Linked DNA regions of Mus musculus: regions 1 and 2 are each linked to region 3. A link is a contact called in public HiChIP or PLAC-seq data. All regions are on one chromosome and are shown on one strand. The core of a region is the stretch at or near the end of the contact, and the rest is flanking DNA. Distances in the headings are between cores, read along the strand shown.

Region 1 (3,854 bases), core at 607-3,106, 350 kb after region 3:
AATATCCCGTCCTCCTCTCCTTTGCCCCTTTTCTCTCTCATCTATCTTCCGTCTCTGTCTCTTATTCCCGGCTCTTTGTCCCTCTGGGGCAAATAAATTTCCTTTGTACTGAGAACTTGGTTTTGATGTGTCCTGGGCCAATTTTGATCCTTTCAGAGGCCAACCTGGGATATGTGAGATCTTGTTTCCAGAGAAAACCAGACCTCCAAACGAAACAGAAGATAGAGTAGCCCAAGAAGGAGGTATGCTCAGACTGCACTGTTCCCTCTGGGGCCTGCAGTTTCTTCTGCTTGGGGCCTGAGAGACAAGTGCCCTGATTCCTCCCATAGCTATGGCTAAGGGGTCACACCCTTTCCTCCTAGGTTCACAGGTTAAATGGGCAGAAGCTTACTGAAGACTCACGGATCACAGAGCTCTCCTCCGCCCACCCATCTACCTACTCTATTTAAATACATCCTTAAACAGTGTTACTTCTTTGTAGGCATTTCTCCTACCACTCTATAAATGCTAAATCATTCAATCCCCAGTCCACTTGAGATGCCCTGACAAAATGCTGTAGACCAAATAATTTATAAATGATAGAAATGTATTGGTCATCGATCTGGAGGCTGGAAAGCCCACAGCGTGCGTCAGTGTCTCCTAAGACCCAACTCTCTGCTTCACAGATGGTTCTGTCTAGCAGAAGGGGGTCACAAGCTCTCAGACCTTTTACAAAGACCTTAACTTCATTCACTTAGTAGCCTCAGGAGATCCCCACCTCCTGATACGATTGTGATGGGGATTAGATCTCACGCATGGACTCTGGAGGGATATAAACATTCAGATCGTAGGACTTATCATCATCTTTCCCATGAATTAGGGAACTGTTACATAGTATCAAATACTATGGTCCCTAATTGGCTAAGGCAGAACTAGAAGGCAGCTGGCCTCCTTTCTGGATTCATATTCTAGCTACCATCCAACAGAACCTCTTGAATCTGTGTGCATTAGAGCACTCATGTTCCATGCTGAATATAACATGTTTACTGTTAATGAGTTTTCTATGGTACCCAGAGCCTCACACATATTAAACATATATTCTGCTGCCAAGCTATTCTCTGGACTTTTTTTTTCTTAATATTTATTTATTTACATGAGTACACTGTCACAGTCTTCAGGCACACCAGAAGAGGGCATCAGATCCCATTACAGATGGTTGTGAGCCACCATGTGGTTGCTGGGATGGGAACTCAGGACCTCTGGAAGTACATCAATGCTCTTAACCGCTGAGCTATATCTCCAGCCCTTCTCTCTGGACTTTTTACTTCTGTTTGTTTTGGGGTTTTGTGTGTTTGCGCTCTCTCTCTCTCTCTCTCTCTCTCTCTCTCTAGCCCTGGCTGGCCTGGAGTTCTGTATGCAGACCAGACTGTTATTCAATTACAATCTCCAGCGTGCTGAGATTAAAGGCTTGCACCATCACGCCTGGCTCTTTTTACCTTTTACTTCCGGACAAAGTCTTACTAACTTGCCCAGGCTAGCCTTTATCTCTATAGAACAGGCAAGTCTTAAATATTCAATTTCCATGCCTTGGGCTCTAAAGGAATTAGGCTAATTGGCCTAAACTTCCAGGCTCAGTGACTGTTATTTTTTTTTAAAGGACATGTATTTTAAAAATGTATTCATCTACAAAAAACTCACTGAGTCTATTATGCTCTGACACCCACCCAACATAGCTGTAGCCATTTTGTTCTGTGCCTGCCAGCTATTTCATATTGTTGCTGTAACATGCCTGCCAGTCATTGACACAGAGCAGTGGCTTGGCTCAGACACCCTGACCACACACCCTGTTTTGTTCTGTATGTTCTGAATGAGGGTTGCTAATCTTAAGAAATACCACAGAGTTTTACATGGGACCCATTAAGTCAAAGGTCACGATGAGTTGTTAGGTCTAAAATAGCCTGAGTCAGAGCTGACCACTGGGCAGCCCTTCCTGTGTTTGAGCTCAGTGTGGTTTTTGTGGCTGACACTGAAGAATGCGACTAATAAACCAAAACGTTATGACTATAATGCTCATGCTCTGTTATCTCAATGTTCTGAAACTCCCCTGTCCACCACCCATCCACCACCCCATCCGCTTAAAGGTTAGCTGATGATACTTTGCCTAGGAAGCCAACTGCTCCCACTCATTGCCCTTTAAATTTTGGAACCTAGTACCTGGTTTTTCCTATAAAATGCCTACCCTGAGAGCAGACTAGTACCGCAATTAGGCCTCTGAGTCCTTTTCAAGGCCCTGAACATTCGGAATTAAGGTATGCATTCGCTAAACTATTCTCAATTAGCTGAGATCGGTGTTTGTATGGTTTGACTGCAACTCCTGAACCTCAACGAGTTCACTGTTGATTGACTTCTTATCAATTATTATGGATCATAATGAAATGGACATGGGATGGAGTCTTTGGCTGTGAGAAAAGAAAATCAACCTTTGAGTTGTTTCAGGAATACAGACTCTAACAAAGGGGTTGACTGGCTAATGTCATGTTTTGTAGACGCCTATCTAAGCATTCGTTATTTTAGAATCTTGCTTCCCGTATTTTCGAGTCCGTAAAGGTGCTCACCTCTCAAGCATTTGCATAAACACTCGGGAAGGGTTAGGTTAAGCTTGTTTACCCAAGGACAACAAGGAAATAAACTCAAAGACCACGAGCCTCTTAAGAGCCACCAAGAAGCCAGGATAGGTAGTACATATGTGTAGGTTCCAGCTTCCCAGGACATTGAGGTGAGAGGATCTTTTCAGCCCAGAAGTCAAGGTCAGCTTGGGCAACACAGGGAAGCTTCCTTTCAATAAGAAGAAGGGATAGAAGACGAGAGGAAGAAAAGGAAGGAGGAAGGGAGGAGAAAGAGAGAGAGAAGAGGAGAGGAGAGAGCCAGGCAGGCCTTATATATTGTGGAGTTCAGTGTGGAGCCTTAGCTCAGTGCTTCGAGCACCCACTGGCCCCAGTCCTAAAACTTCTGCTCTAAAGCCTCAGGCACCAGCTTTTTATCTCCCAAATCCCGGATGCAGTGAGGTGGAAACTCATTCCCTAGAAATCAGGGTCTCCAGGGGCCGCAGCTGAGGGCATAACACTGCCTCCCAAACGTGTGGTGAATGAAGGGCAGTCTCCTCGCAAATGGCTCCCCGTCACGGATCAAGGAAAGGGGAACTCCTTTGAGAGTTTGAAATTCGGTTACAGAAAACTCGGGAAACCTATTTGAATGCACTAGAGAACAGCAATCCTCAGCGAGGGAGGCTGCCAGGGTTTTTGTTTGTTTGTTGTTTGTTTGTTTTTGCAAAACAGGGGCAGGAGAAAGCTTTCAGAGGAAATAATTTTGGGTTGGACAAGGTTTGTAAAGGAGATTTGTGGCAGATAAGAGGAACTCAGCTCAGAGCAAATGCACTGAAAGGGAAAAGATCTAAAAGAAGAGGGTATATGCCGGCCAGCCGGCCGCCAGGTCATGAAACCTTCAGACCGGCAACTTGTCCAGACTTCACCAGTCCTCACCGGACTTCACCCAGGCATCTGCCTTGATCTTGAAAGCAGGCCCTCAGATGCCTTGGTCCAGAAGAACACCTTGGTAGGAGTGTTGCACAAGGTATGCTTTTGCCTGGAGTGTCCTTATTTCACTCATTGCTGACCTCCTGGACACTCAGGTTTGGTAGCTCCCACAGGGTGTCTAGTGTACATTCCCACAGCCTCAGGGAAACCTGTAATCCAACTCCTTCTCCCTCCCACCCCCCACTTCTGGCTTTTAGGCTCACATGACTCAGTTAAATAGAGATCCTGGCCAGGCCAAGCCATTGCAGCCCAGTGGGGTTATCTAGAGTTTATCTAGATATA
Region 2 (4,181 bases), core at 79-2,578, 300 kb before region 3:
GTGCTGGAATTATGGGGGTGTGCTGCCACATCTAGCTGCCGCCATTATCCTGAAGATGAGTTTCTGAGCTCTGATTTGTGTGGTCTTTGGCCCAGCCCAGACTCCTGTTGCTGAGAGAGCAGGGACTGAAGGAAAGAGGCTGCGCCACACCCTAAAACCAACAGCTGCACAGTACACGGGGCTGGGATGGAACTCATAGGTAATCTTCCAGCCAGATGGTAAAGAGGGGTGATGTGACTGGTCAGAATCCCGAGGGAAAAGTCCCAAAGGACTGAAAATTTGTGGGGAGGCTTGGGATGGGGATCCTCAAGGGCAGGTTCATAAATCCCTCAGGGAAAGGAACTTTGCATAGACCCTTTTTCTCTTCTGACTCCCCTCTCAACGGTGGCTGTGCCTAGGGATCCCAGCCCCCCACATTATGCTAAATAGGTAATCAAACATCTTGCTTTGCTAATTACTGCTCAATCCGATTAAACGCCGCTGAAGCTCATCAGCAGAGGTGGAGGTAAAGGGAGGGGGGGGGCGCAGCCACAGCTGTGATGGGATGCTTGTCCCTAGGGGCTGTAGGGGACAGCTGAGAAACAACCAGAGTAGCAAGTCTAAGCACATCCCAAAGGAAAGGGACTGAGCAGTTGTACCCTGAGATCGGTCCCTTAGCCTGGGCCACCTCAACTATAGGCGTTTCTCTCCTCCCAGAGCCTTATCACCCTCAGAACCCAGGCACCCGGCCATTCCCACAGTCACCCACACACACCCCTGTCCCAGATTTAATAAGGTCTGTTCTCCCACTGTCAATATTTGATTTCTCAGAGCCATCTCCACGGAGAAGAGGGGCCTCGGTCCTTCTTCCCCCCTACCTTGGTCCTTTTGGGCCCAGTCCTAGTCCCTTTGTGCTCCCAACCTTCTCTGAACTTACTGACTTAATGAAATGATATTAAAGTCTTAAGCAACTCCAAGAAGAATGGTTGCTATGGTAAAGGGAGTGGGCAGGACGCCTGGGTCCCTGAGGGGTGTAAGGGCTGAGAGGGAGAGGGAGCCAGAAGCTAAGACCTAGAAGTCACAGCCCCCTACCCCCACCCTCCAACCCCCGTGGGTAATAGCAAACTTTGGATGAGGTGGGTGCCATACCTCTAGATCTTCGTGAGAAGCAGGGAATAAGGTGGGTGCTAGGAGAAGCTGGAAGGACAGATGTTCAAGGGGTCAGGGTCTTACCCGCCACTGGCTGACCTGAGTATCCATTAGGAGAGAGGGATCAGTGTGGGAGACGGGGCCTCTGTGCCAGCAACCGCCCTGCTGACCCTGCCCTGGACCAGTTCCGTGAGAACCAGAGTGGATTCTTCAACAACCCTGACTCATCTCTCTGCCCCCTTTCCCCACCAGCAGCCCCCCCACAGGTGATTTGTAGCTGAGGCCACCCCCCTCCAGTGGCATGAGCCAGGAAAGAGTCATTCCATGACAAGAAGAACTGAGGGCTTCCAAAGAGAACTCGGGCCAATGGGTGGAAACCGAAGCCCCACCCCGGCTCCCCACATCCATCCCCTTCTCACTCCCCTGGGGACCCTGGCCCAGCCCCAGTCCCCTTGGGGTGGTGGGAATGCAGGGACATTTGGCTGTGGCTGATTGATGAGGGAGGAGGAAGCCCGTGCGCACGAAGGCTGCTGTTTGCTGAGCACACAGATTCCTCCCCACTCACCAGCTGCTGCCCCCTGAGGCTGCTCGTGGGCACCCCCACCCCACCAGTCAGTGCCACTGGGGGAGCTGATGCCTAAGTTCCTGATAGAGAACCAGGAAACGGACTGCTTCAATTCCCTCATGAGAATCACAGCTGCCTCGAACCTGGTTGTTTTGAACTCCCTCCGGACACCTGCCCTGCCACATACGTGACTCTTGTACTCAGTAGTGGCCATTCATTCTGTGTCTTTCTTTCTTGCCCTACTTATCACCCCAAGTCCAGGCAAGCCAGTACCCTGCCTCCGAACCACCCCACATCTCTTTCCCCCGCCTGCCTGCAGACCTTGAACATCTTCCTGGGAAGGGGGAGACCCGAGTCTGTGGGTGCCCACTTTCCCGTTAGGAAGAAGCCCCACATTTCATTCTAACTTAAATCTCAGTTTGCAACATCAAACATTATCCACCAGATATTTTTATTGCAGTCTTGTGTGTTGGCTCAGCGAGTTAAGGCACCTGCTGCAAAGCCTGAGAAGCAATGTTCCATCCTGTGGAGCCACGCGGTAGAACAGACCCTGGCAACTTGGCCCCTGCCCTCTATGCGCATGCCACGGCCTGCACAAACGCTCCCTACCACACGCACATAAACACACATTTAAAAAAAAAGAAAGAAAGAAAGAAAGAAATTTCTACTGCAACTCCTTACCCCTTCTCCTATCGCTAACACTCCCCAACACAGACCATACTCTGAACAGGTGAAAGTTGTATCTCTTAAACTGCAAAGGCTAGCCAAGCCTGTGCTTCTGCAGCTCCGCCCCCAGGATGGCCAAGCTCCACCGACCTTCCTTCCACAGTTGGGAAGGGCAGCTTAGGCATCTGGGTCCCTAGCCTACTTGTTTCCCTTAGTTCTGCTCTGCTCGCCCTCGCTGGATGTGTTTCATTGTGTTGTGTATTTGAAATAGGGTTTCGCTTCATAGGTTACACTGGCCTCAAACTCACAAGCCTCTGCCCTCAACACCTCACAAGTGCTGGGATAACAAATTCTTGCTACCCCACACTCAGCTTCCTGCTCAGGATTTTATGTCTTAGGCTTCCAAAAGCTTGAAACATCATCTTTACCCTCCTCGGGCTTAAAAACTCCTTGAGTAAGAACAACTACTGTATACACACAGGAAACAAGGGGGTAGAGAGACCAAGCAAGGGCTTCTTTCTCTTTCCTTCCCATCCCTTCCCTTCCCTTCCCTTCCCTTCCCTTCCCTTCCCTTCCCTTCCCTTCCCTTCCCTTCCCTTCCCTTCCCTTCCCTTCCCTTTCCTTCCTTCTCTTCTCTTTTCTCTACTCCTCTCCTCTCTTCGCCTTGCCTCTCTTCTCCTCTCCTCTCTCTCTCTCTCTCTTTCTCTCTCTCTCTCTCTCTCTCTCTCTCTCTCTCTCTCTCTCTCTCTCCCTCCCTCCCTCCCTCCTCCTCTCCCTTCCCCCCTTCCTATTCCCCTCTCTGTTTGAGACAGGGTTTCTCTGTGTAGCCCAGGCTAGCCTGGAACTCACTCTGTAGACCAGGCTGACCTCAAGCTGAGAGATCCACCCACCTCTGCCTCCCGAGTGCTGACATTAAAAGTGTGTGCACCACACCTGACCAGACCAGCTTCTTAGAGTGACTTTCTGCCCCTTGGGCTATGGCTAGGGACAGACAGGGAAAGCCTGGAACAAAAATACAGAGGATGCCCCTGTTATTACCAAACAGGTCTTTTATTTTATTTTATATTTATTTTTTAGAGACAGGGTTTCTCTGTGTATCCCTGGCTGTCCTGGAACTTTGTAGACCAGGCTGGCCTCAAACTCAGAAATCCGCCTGCCTCTGCCTCCCAAGTGCTGGGATTAAAGGTGTGCACCACCACCGCCCAGCTACCAAACAGGTCAAATCGCTCCTTTTGCATCTCTGCTTCTGCCTTCCCATTGCAGTTCCTGGCTGGCCCACAGCTACTGTCTGCCCTCTGAACCGGAAAAGTTTACCCTGTTTCCCTGGGTTTCCTTTCTTTGTTTGGTCTTGTTTCTTTCTCCACAGGGTCTCAGCCACCCAGGTTGGCTTCAAACTCCTCCCACCTCAGCCACAGTATTGTTTTCCTGAAGGGAGATTGTAATATGCTGTTCCCCATCAAAATGTGGCCTTCAAGTGGGGTGTGGTGGTGCAAGCCTCTCATCAGAGCTCTCGGGAGGCAGAGGCAAGTAGACTCTATGAGTTCAAGGCCAGCCTGGTCTACAAAGTGAGTTCCAGGACAGCCAGGGTCCTGTTACACAGAGAAACTCTGTCTTGAAAAAACAAATTTAAAAAAAATTTTTTTTATTTTTATTTATTTATTTTTTTTTAATTGTGAACCTCGGAAGCTAAATACTGGACAGAAATGGAGTTGCTCACCTTTTATCCCAGCAGTCAGGAAGTGAAGGCAGACAGGCAGATCTCTGAGTCTAAGGCCATCTTGGTCTATATGACAAAACCTACCTTCTTTGTTTTGGGTTTTTT
Region 3 (3,860 bases), core at 1,198-3,697:
TCTGACCAGAAGACAGAAGAGGGCATGGGATCCCATCACAGGTGTTCTTTTTTCAAACTCCAGCCCCCACCGTGTAGCCTGGCTGACTAGAACTCACTATGTAGACCAGGCCGGCCTTGTCTCTGCTTCCTGAGTGCTGGGATGAAAGGTATGAGCCATTATGCCAGGCTGTAGTTAGGTTTATTAGTGGAATGAACAACATAGCAGGGCAAAGTGGTGCAAGCCTTTAATCTCAGCACACCAGAGGTAGAGACAGGTATATCTCTGTTAGTTGGAGGCTAACCTGGGCTACATAGTGAATTCCAGGATAGCCAAAGCCACATAATAAGACCTGTCTTAAACAAAAGACTAGAACATTCTCCTCTCTCATCTCCTAGAGTTCAAATCTTCCAAGATGTTCAGATTCCAGGAGCAAGAGAGATGGCCTAGGGGATCAAAGCCCTGACTGCTCTTCCAAAGGACCTGGGTTTGATTCCCAGCACCCATATGGCAGCTCCCAGCTCTCTGAACGTCCAGTTCCAGGGGACGCGACGACACCTTCTTCTGAGCACTGCATGCACCTGTTATGGAGTCATACACTCGGGCATGACACCCTATAGACATAGTAAAATTAAGAATGCAGACCTCGCTGTTTCTTGTGAGACTATGCCGGGGCCTAGCAAACACAGAAGTGGATGCTCACAGTCAGCTATTGGATGGGTCACAGGGCCCCCAATGGAGGAGCTAGAGAAAGTACCCAAGGAGCTAAAGGGAACTGCAACCCTATAGGTGGAACAACAATATGAACTAACCAGTACCCTGGAGCTCTTGTCTCTAGCTGCATATGTATCAAAAGATGGCCTAGTCAGCCATCACTGGAAAGAGAGGCCCTTTGGACTTGCAAACTTTATATGCCCCAGTACAGGGAAATGCCAGGACCAAAAAGAGGGAGTGGGTGGGTAGGGGATTGGGGGGGTGGGTATGGGGGACTTTTGGGATAGCATTGGAAATGTAAACGAGAAAAATACCTAATAAAAAAGAAAGAAAGAAAAAAAAAGAATGCAGACCTCAGCAGTGGAAACATGGCCCTTGTTGGTAAGACCACCCATTGCTCTGTGCTCAACCTTACACTGAAGTGGGCTTATTTGGCATTTGGGGACAGTTAAAGCTTCCTTCCGCTCATTTGCTGGGTTTTCAGCACTAGTAAGAAGTACCCCCAAAGGAACGGGATCTTAGAGGTGAAAGGTCAACAGAGAGACCAAGATATATGAAGCCAGGGATTGCACGGGCAGGCAGTAAATGACATAGCACAGCAAGGCAAGGGGGAGGAGGGGTCTGTGCTGTGCAGAAGGGTCTCAGAGGCCTAGCATGACTCAACTTGCAATTTTCTCCTTACATCCTATCTCTGAGGCATAATGAAGTCATGTTCCCTCATATACACATCAACACTGCCTCACTGCCCTGGTCTCTGGTGCAATCCACCACAGTAGGACCAGATTTCTGTAAGAACCTCTCCCTTACCTTGGCCTGCCCACAGCCTCCTGGGTTGTTCTGACACAGTAGTTCTCAGTTTAGGCTGTACAATAAAAACTAGAATTCTAAGAATCCCTAGTCTGCACCCCAAGCACTAATATACAATTGATAGGAAGTTAAGACCCAGGCACAAGTGATGGGCTAGTTTCGGCTTTGTTTCTTTAATATCTCCCCTAGTGACCCAGGTCACTCCCAAGCTGACCTGGAACTCGCGATCCTCCACACCTGCCCAGATACTATGCTATCTTCTTTTGAGGAAAGGAGTCTTTTGAGAGAGTCTCCCTATTGTAGCCCTGACTTGGTCTGGAACTATGTAAAACAGACTGGCCTCATACTTGTGACTCTCCTCTTGCCTCTCCTTTCCCAAACGCTGGGATTGCATGTTTTGCCTCCATACTGGGGAATGGAGGGCCTGTTCTGTTCAAGTGTCTTTCCCTGAGCCTTACCTCATGCACATTCATTACTGTTACCTTTTGAAAGTCTGTCACGCGTGTAATGGGCGTGCCTGAACTGAGAGGTGACTGAGTGGGTCAACGCTGTGACAGGGGGAGAACACAGCGAGGTCGCCCTGAGAAGAACACCGAGCCAAGTCTGGGAGGCAAGGAATGAGTGTGAATGGTGTTCCGCTGCGTCAGCGAGGCCCGCCCCGCCCTTGGGAGGAGGATCCCGGGGACCGGAGCAGCCACGCGGTGGGGAGGCAGAGCAGCAACCCGCGGAAAAGGCGAGGGTCTTGCTGCTGGGGATAGGGCCGCAATCACCCTCCAACAGGCCAGGTCTCCAAGCCTCTGCAGTCGGAGCGGAAGGGGCGGAACCACGGTGAACAAAGCGCACAAGGTCCAAGGTCCGCGGCCCCGGGGGAGGAGAAGCGCCTGCTTTCTGCGCAGTCGCCCCGCCCGGACTGGGGGGCGGGACTTAGGCGACCCGGGGGTGGGGTCAGATCTGGGCCCGCCTCCACCAGCGCCTGTGAGCCCCGGAGTGCGTGGCCCCCCGACTTATTCTGGGGGCTTCAGGTGAGCCGGACCATAGAGGGGTTAAGGAGACTTTCCTCGGGGTCAGGTCATCTGTCTGACCTCAGGACCATCTGCCCTGCCGTCTGCCAACAGCCATCTCCGTAGAAAAAATGGGAGAACAAAGGGAGGGGGCGGTCCTGGGGCCCCTAAGAAAATTCAGGGTCCTAGGTACCCCGCCCCGCCCGCTGACACTTTCGGTTTCTCCCCGAGTCTTAGGTGCCGCCCTAGAGACCCTGGGCCCGTACTGGGCGCAGCTACCTCTTCGCCTCTGCCTGTCCGTCTTTGTTTCTGTGTCTGTCTAGCTGTTCCCGAGCTTGTCCCACTCCAGAACTAAGTCTCCCCTACGCCAAAAGCCCAAGACTCCCCTCCTGATTCCCATGGCAGGTACGTTGACGCTAGGTTGGGGTCTCCATTATTCCCCCCTGCCCCCACGAAATTGGGTGCCGGGTGTCGAACACATTCTCCAGGAATGTGCTCAGACTGGCTGCGTGGGGCCCTCCCTTCCTCCTGGGGAGCCACCGCCCTGCCCCTCCGCCCCATCATTCTCTGCCTCTTCTTACGTTTTCCGCGGGTGCTCCTGGTCCTTGGGCTGTGAAAGAAGAGTCCACAGATAACTTTCTAATCTACTCCTGCTCCCCTACAGGCTACTTGCCCCCCAAAGGCTATGCCCCTTCACCCCCACCTCCCTACCCCGTGCCATCTGGGTATCCAGAGCCGGTGGCTCTGCATCCTGGACCGGGACAAGCTCCAGTGCCCACCCAGGTGCCTGCCCCTGCTCCCGGCTTCGCTCTCTTCCCCTCGCCAGGCCCAGTGGCTCCAGGGCCTCCTGCTCCTTTCGTGCCATTGCCAGGGGTGCCTCCTGGCCTCGAATTCCTAGTGCAGGTGAGTGAGAGAGAGGATGGCTGGGAGGAGAACTGAAGTTCGAGGTGACGGATAAGGTCAACGCTGCTCTTAACTCTTTACAGATTGATCAAATCTTGATTCATCAGAAGGCTGAACGAGTGGAAAGTGAGTAGGAGATGGATGGAGCAAGATGGGCTTCATGATCTTTATGGCAGTGGTTAGCTTCTGGGCAGGTGGCCCCCGAGCCTCAGCGTGTTGCCCTTCCCAGCGTTCCTAGGCTGGGAGACCTGTAATATGTATGAACTTCGCTCCGGAACCGGACAGCAACTGGGTCAGGCAGCTGAAGAGAGCAACTGTTGTGCCCGCCTGTGCTGTGGTGCCCGCCGACCATTTCGAATCCGCCTAGCGGACCCTGGGGACCGCGAGGTGCTCCGGCTCCTCCGCCCACTTCATTGTGGCTGCAGCTGCTGCCCCTGTGGTCTTCAGGAGGTGGGC

Evidence for each region. HiChIP or PLAC-seq counts read pairs in DNA pulled down with a chosen protein or histone mark.
Region 1: a contact with region 3 is called in a FOXA1 HiChIP or PLAC-seq map of pancreatic cancer cells. The contact joins the enhancer-like site here to the promoter of Plscr3 in region 3. A contact is called at or near these places in 14 of 39 promoter capture datasets (the 3T3-L1 cell line, 3T3-L1-derived adipocytes, the HPC-7 cell line and 8 more) and 1 of 115 datasets of contacts at active chromatin or transcription factors (pancreatic cancer cells).
Region 2: a contact with region 3 is called in a FOXA1 HiChIP or PLAC-seq map of pancreatic cancer cells. The contact joins the promoter of Dnah2 here to the promoter of Plscr3 in region 3. A contact is called at or near these places in 3 of 39 promoter capture datasets (cranial neural crest, embryonic stem cells and liver), 1 of 484 Hi-C or Micro-C datasets (embryonic stem cells), 2 of 115 datasets of contacts at active chromatin or transcription factors (embryonic stem cells and pancreatic cancer cells) and 2 of 9 other capture datasets (liver and pancreatic islet).

What each region holds. Positions count from the first base shown.
Region 1 is chr11:70,196,640-70,200,493 of GRCm38.p6, forward strand. No RefSeq gene overlaps it. Among named protein-coding and RNA genes, the nearest start is that of Slc16a11, 15 kb to the right of the region's middle. Within about 2 kb of position 1,857, at least 54 of the 459 cell types and tissues checked have an H3K27ac peak or open chromatin away from gene starts, as enhancers often do. A contact at or near this core is called in the HPC-7 cell line, the SN4741 cell line and pancreatic cancer cells, where this site is marked.
Region 2 is chr11:69,547,780-69,551,960 of GRCm38.p6, forward strand. Dnah2 (dynein, axonemal, heavy chain 2) reads right to left here and starts at 1,329. Exons shown (of 86, transcript NM_001081330.1): 1 at 1,213-1,329.
Region 3 is chr11:69,844,170-69,848,029 of GRCm38.p6, forward strand. Plscr3 (phospholipid scramblase 3) reads left to right here and starts at 2,448. Exons shown (of 8, transcript NM_023564.4): 1 at 2,448-2,522; 2 at 2,739-2,906; 3 at 3,166-3,404; 4 at 3,488-3,530; 5 at 3,634-3,854. The coding sequence starts at 2,900.